Linked DNA regions of Gasterosteus aculeatus: region 2 is linked to region 1. The links are chromatin contacts, called in public Hi-C maps. All regions are on one chromosome and are shown on one strand. Each heading gives the region's core, a stretch centred on a gene start, on an enhancer-like site or on the middle of the called end of the contact. The rest is flanking DNA. Distances are from core to core; before and after follow the strand shown. Region 1 overlaps shf (Src homology 2 domain containing F). Region 2 holds the start of shf (Src homology 2 domain containing F).

The links. Hi-C and Micro-C count contacts between places; a contact is called where the count stands out from the background.
Region 2: a Hi-C map of tail fin shows a contact between it and region 1, with 4 times the contacts expected there. The contact joins the promoter of shf here to the enhancer-like site in region 1. A contact is called at or near these places in 6 of 6 Hi-C or Micro-C datasets (blood and trunk muscle, liver, skeletal muscle and 2 more).

Annotation. Positions count from the first base shown.
Region 1 is chr12:17,774,505-17,777,798 of fGasAcu3.hap1.1, forward strand. The region is part of intron 3 of shf (Src homology 2 domain containing F); the gene reads right to left. Among protein-coding and RNA genes, the nearest start is that of cd276, 16 kb to the left of the region's middle. Within about 2 kb of position 1,672, at least 1 of the 9 cell types and tissues checked has open chromatin away from gene starts, as enhancers often do.
Region 2 is chr12:17,844,183-17,847,476 of fGasAcu3.hap1.1, forward strand. shf (Src homology 2 domain containing F) reads right to left here and starts at 1,502. Exons shown (of 6, transcript XM_040197891.2): 1 at 725-1,502. The coding sequence starts at 1,159.

The DNA of each region.
Region 1 (3,294 bases), core at 422-2,921:
CGGGGGGCTTGTGGTGGTGGGAGCCGGAGCGTGTGCATCTGCGTACATGTGTTTCTGTGCCTCTATTTTCCTCCGCCATCCATCACTGTGATGGATGCCACAGCCCCCTTGGCTTTGGAAAAACCCATTTAGAGCCACTGACACGCTTCTCAAGCAATAACAGCGACAACAACTACACAAGGAGCTTCAGCTGTAGGGTTGTTGGCAGCTAAAAGGTTTGAGATGAAAACAACGCTGAGCCTTTGATGGAAGGAGTTAATGTAGTATGAAGCCCGCAGCCATTGCCTGTGTCTTCGCGGCTCCCGCTAATGGCCGGTCTTGTCTAGTCTGGTGTTTAATTACCTGGACTGAACATGGCAGGTACTGTACAGACAGCCAGGCACTGGGATCTCCACAACATGTCGACGGGAGATGCGCTCGTCTAGACCGTGCATTCCAGTCAGAGGACTCCATTACACTTAACGGCTTGTGAGTTTCTCAAGTGTTCCTGTAGCAGACTGAGCGAGGGGGCCGACAGTAATCGTCAATCAATTTAGGCTTGTCAGCAAATATTGTGTAGAAGAGGTGAACATATGGCCTTCTTTAAATACTGTTTATGTGACAATATGTAATTTTTTTATTATTGTTGACCCTGTAAATGATTTGTTATTCACCATTTACAGTGTGTTGGAGCACATGTAGCTCTCTGGTTGCGCCGTATCTTGTGAGAAATGAATACAATTTAAACGTTCTGTGAGACAACACAGAGAATACATACTCGTACACGTGATTAGGGGTGTTACTGAAGTCTCTAAGTGCTTTACACCTGCACCTCTATTATATTTCCATTTTAGAAATACTGTTGTTTTTTTACTCCACAAAACATAACAGCTGTGGCCACTAGTTACTTTTCAGATTCAAATATTACACAAAAACAAGAGCAGTTTCTAAAATGCAATAAATTCTCATGCATTGCAGCATATGGACGGCATCTCACCATCCTACAGGATTCCCCTGTGACACAAGTATTTTTCCATTTGGTATTTTAAGTTGAAGTTGCTAATGATATTGTCCTTTTATTTTTACGTTTTGGATCCAAGAATAGATGCAGTAAATTGGACAGCTTCAAATTGTTGCTGAAGGACTTCTCCTTCAGTAAAGGTTGTGATTACTGCTTCCACTAGTGCCTGTGATGAAATATGAGCCAGCAGCAGACAAGAAAATTCAGACAGAGTGCTGCAGTTCCATCTCCGACCAGCAGGTGCTCCCCTTCATCTCCTATTCAACAGCCGTTTTAAATCGACCGGCCTTCAGCTCACTGATGCGTTTCCCTCAAAATAAACTCAAAGAAGTGATGATTGCAAATGGCTCCGTCTACCTTTGTTATCTCAGCCTCTGCACTTTTGTCCATTATAGGGTCTTATGCAGAGTCTTAAAAATGTTACCGTTGCGTGACGGCATGAGACAATTGGGGATGTAACCTCGGACCCGGTGGAAGACCTGCCTCTCTTCTTCAGGGTCTGACGACTTGGACCAAAGGCAATCAAAATGTCTCTGTGGTGGCCACAAGTCCACATGGAAGACATCAGCAGTTCTCCACTTTTACATCAAGTCCATTTGAAGCACATGCGGACTGCCGGGAGTACAGTGCAGGTAGGATGAACACACGGTGTACGGATTACGGGTGAGAAATAGCGTTTCCATGGAAACTGACCACGGGGACGAGGGAGATGCATGTTCGCTCCGCTCAGCCCCGTCAACGCTGACAGATCGCAACATGAAGACGCAGCCAATGGCTCCCTCACTCCCTGCCTTTCTTTCAATTTCTCTCTTCCTGTTCCTGCGTACGTCCGGCCTTCCTCATTTGATCTTTCCATCCTGCATAATCCTTTTTCTTTTGGTCCCTGTGTTTTGGTATGACACAGAAAAGAATTTGATAATGGGGAGTTGGCTGTGGAGGAACATCTCCTCGTCTTATTTGATAAAAAAGGAGAGAAAACGCAGTTACGGCTTTGATCCGTTATCTGACTTGGTCTCTGATGGTCCTAATGCACCACTATCAGTCTCCAGACACGTCTGATCCTGCAGCTATGTTTTGTTAACATGACCTACATGGGATATATGTCTACATACAAATTGGGGAAAATTGCACATAGTAATTGGCCACTTGGACATGATCTACCTTTTCAGGGATCTTAACATTTGGAGCAAGGTGGCGTGAAATAAGGATGAACGCTGTTATCTCTCAGTGTCTACAGTTCCACTCCGCCATCCGCCTGACCTCTGCTCTTCACTTCCTAACTCCTCTCAGCAGCTCCACTAATTCCTACTCCATCCCAGGTTCAACACCATCAGTGCTTTTTATGACCTTGATTAAACATTTTTTTTCCCTCCATGTCCCACAGACGGCTGAGCGGCTATTGTCAGAGGAGCTCACCCCATCAACCTTCCCTGTCAGGGCCGAATCTTTCCCCTCGGGCCGGGTGCGTCGTTACAAGAAGAGTATCGCCCGAAGGGAGAGCCTCCCAACTAAACAACGGCTTCCATTTGATTTGCTCGGCAGTGGGTGAACCCGTGTCTCCTTTGATTGCCAGCCATCTCACAAAACGTGTTGTGGCCGGATTGCGTTTTAGGGCGGAATATCAATGGGAGTTAGCTAAACCCATTCCCCTTTCATTCTCCAGAGCACACGGTCGAAGACATGGCGGACAGGAGATTGACGAGAGGATTGGCCCGGGGAGGAGAACAAAAACCAGGCGAGAAGGTGAGCACGCACACACACACGCACGCACAGCGTGCGCACGCAAAAAGACGCGTACGTAAATGCGCTGAGGCGTCTGTGTGTGTTATCAGTATTGTTGCTTGTAGAGAACCGCAAATGGAATCCGTCTATCAGATTGAACTGTCAGTCAGATGGTGACTGATGGCTTAAAGACCTGCCCCCCTCCCCTTCAAACAGAAGGCTTCCTTCAGAGGGCTCTATAAAACACAGAGGGGGGCGAGCAGGGAGAGGACGCAGATAAACACAGAGGTCAAAACGACATTTCCATGATTACACCCTCGACAAACCCATAACCGCAACAGCTGCAATGCAACGCGGCACAGCACAATAGTAAGGCCTTCCCCAAATGAGGAAACACTATGAAGTGTAATAGTTTCAACCTTTCAAGGGTGTTAAAGGCACAACGTTCAAATGATAAAGCAAGAGAAACACTTATAATGTACATGAGGCTACTGAAGAGCCCGAGCATCCCCCTTCCCTTTGCACACGTTCCTAAACAAATCTGACTAATTAAGACGGCTAATTAATTCTCA
Region 2 (3,294 bases), core at 252-2,751, 70 kb after region 1:
AGGTTTCTCCAAATGAACCCTGCGTGTGTGAGAATTCCTGAGAGGCCTGACATGACAGTGTGCTCCAAAAGGCTCAGAGCCCACACTCACCTCCACACCCCCCCTCCCCCTCCCCCTTCTCCTGCATTCTACCTGTCTCTTCAGAGAGCCATCACAGGTAAACCCGTCGTAGTAGAGCCATTGTGTGGAGGAGTCTGGGCGACATTGTTGCGTGGGGAAGACGCTGCAGCAGGGAAGAGGTTGCACATGGCGCACGCGCACACACACACACACACACATTCGGAGGAGAGTTTTTCTGCACTTTTCTTTCCAGCACTCCCAGTAGCGGGGTTGGTTATTGCACGCGAGAGGGGGGGGCGATGTCGCAACGCGCGCGCGGACAGCAGTTGCTCCGTTTTTTGTTTTTTTTTGTAACAAGTTCTACCGGTTTGTAACGATTCGTTCCGTAACGGGAGTAGGTCAAGTGCTTCATCAACACACATTGTTTCAACGCGAGGGAAAACACATGTAGCACGCGACGAGAGAATTGGAGGTTCAACTGGGATTTTGTTTCGAGAAAAAACAGGGGTACCAACAAAAAAACAAAAAAAAACGTGGCACGTTTCATTAACGAATATAAACGCGTTTTTTTTTGTTTCTTCGCGGCATAAGTTGGACAAACAGCGTGTTTCGCGGCCCTTTCGCCCACTTGACCCGGACGCCGTTGTGACTGAACTTCACCCACCTTCTCCTTGTTGTCGTGCTCCGACGGAGGCGAAGTTGGGGATTTAACGCTCCCCACGGCAACAGCCGGCGTGACCGCGACTCCGCCGCCCGGAGCCGGGCTGCTCTTCTCCATCGTTTCCACCTTGATAAGTCGGTGCTTCGGGGACACGTACTTGATGTCCGGCGACCCCCCGCTGTTTAAGCCCGGGCCATAGGAAATGTTTCCACCTGGAGTGTACGGGTCCTCGAAGTCGCGCTCCTTCTGCAGTTTGTAGGCAGCGACGATGTCCGGTTGCGCGGGGCTCGGGAAGCCGACCCCGCAGCCGGTTTGTTGGTAGCCGGGCGCACCGGGCACGGTGCCGGTGAGACACAGTCTGTAGTCCGGTTTCGGAGGCGCCGGAGGGGGTGCTTTGGTAGTTTTGAATCCTAGGTGCTCCTTCAACCACTTGGCCATGCTGCCAGAGCATCGCTCTCCAGTCAATGAATGTAGTTTAATTCCACCGCTTTTTTTTTTTTCCTGCCCCGCGGCCAGCCGACCGGTGTCGGGAGCGTGTCGCGAGTCTCGTGCCACCGCGTCTGTCCCGGAGAGGAGCGCGCGAGCAGGAGCTGGTGTGTAGAAAGGGGGGGGGGGGGAGCAGGAGGAGGAGCAGGGGTGGGGGGGGGGTGTATGGGGAGCAGGCAGCGCGGTCACAGGCACTTTCTGATCTGCCTTCCCGTAACTCTGTCACTCTGCGACCAATTCAAGTTTCCAGACTAGGCAACATGGGAGCGCTTGTGCAAGAGGAACACACGCCCCCCAGTCCACACACACGCAGACACACACACACACACACACACACACACACACACACACACACACACACACACTCCACTCCCCTACAACTTTGCCTGCTCCACTTGAGAACATTCACTGCCACCTACCGGTTTTACGAAACCCCGCTAGTTTTTACTACTGAGAATGGGCGCCACGCTGCGCAGATGTGGTCAAATATGTATTTTGTGTTTTATTTTCAATTATTACAATTCCGCTTATTCTTAATTATTCAGTTGAGTAGAAGGTCCGACATGAAAAGACACGAAATTGCACATTTTACTAAACGTTTAAACATCGTACCTACATCCGATCAGCGTGTTGAGCGGAGCTATCTGCAGACGTGCGCATGCGCGGTGGAAAACGTTTTTCTATTCCTCGTTTTCTTCTCGTTCGGGCTTTTTAGAGCGTGTTTGCTTTAAAGCACTTTCAGGTCAACATTTTTCCCAGCAAAAGGGTATAATGTTCTGTGCTCATTCTCAGTGCTCTCATCTCCAGATGGCCGCTGCGGAGCGTTTTAATTGCAAATTGCATTGCAAATGACTGGTGGAGGGGGATGCTGGAGCCTATATTACCTCTGGACATTGTGGACTGGACTACCTAAGTTCATTACGCCAAGCATGAGTAGTGGATGTGGATTGCTTGGAGCATCAATGCAAGTAAACAGTTGCAAGTAATCAGAAAGGTGTCTCTCAGTATTTTTCACTGTAGGGTCAATGGTTTAAATGCTTAACAATAATGGCCTTTGCAATCAAAGGATAGATGAAAAAAAACGTCCAATTTCACCTCCCAGAGACATACACCAACAACATTCTGCATTAACAGGAGTCATGGCTGCAGTGCAGCAGGTTTTTATGAAGCAATATTTCTTTTTAATGACACACGCACACACACACACACAGTCTACAGATCAGAGTTTAACCCTCGCAGGCCCCGAGGGGAGACAACTCCATGCACCGGGGATCAAAACTAAATCTATTATTTCTTTCCTGAAATCCTGCCATCACTGCACTTTGGGCATGCAGAGAGAGAAATTTGACCAGTGCAATTTTCCCCTGCACTTTAAAGGAATAATTTCCCTCCACAGGCAGGACATTAATCTGTTTAAATAGTCAATATACATAAAAGCTTGAAATGGAGAAAAACAAGCAAAATTGGTTCAGATGGCCTGGCACTGGTCGTTCTTGTTGCGAGATCTGGGGAAAATGAGGAAAAATTCAGAAAAAAAGAGAAAAGCTTGTTCCAGTTCAGACATTACATGGTGTATGTGTAACTCAGGGTTGCGTTTCTATGTACAGAGTATGATATAAATATAGTCGGTGCTCGGAACTAATAGCCTGTCTCATGCTGTAAGTATAGGATCCGTGGTTAGCAGGAGCGTCATTTAGGTTCATCACAGATCATTCAATTCATTGCTACAGATGCATTCACAAATTTCCTCCAGCTGCCATCGCTGACACCCTTTAAAATGCAAATCCTGTAATCCAGCACCTCACAGGACTCAAACAGACTCCTAAGGAGGCAGATGTCTTGCCAGGAGGAATGTATGTAGAAATGTAAGGGATTCTGCTTAAATTACATTTAAAATTATGTGATAGGTGGTAGAGCACTGGCGCATACTCGTCAATACATTTCAACTTGACATTTAGCAACTGATTGTTATTTGAGATGTTTGTCAGGTACAAGAAACGTATTTAGATACCGCAGATGTACACTTTTAGACGCTGGCATTTAATCTGGAAAATAGTTCTCATTATCAACAGACTGCCATGACCTTG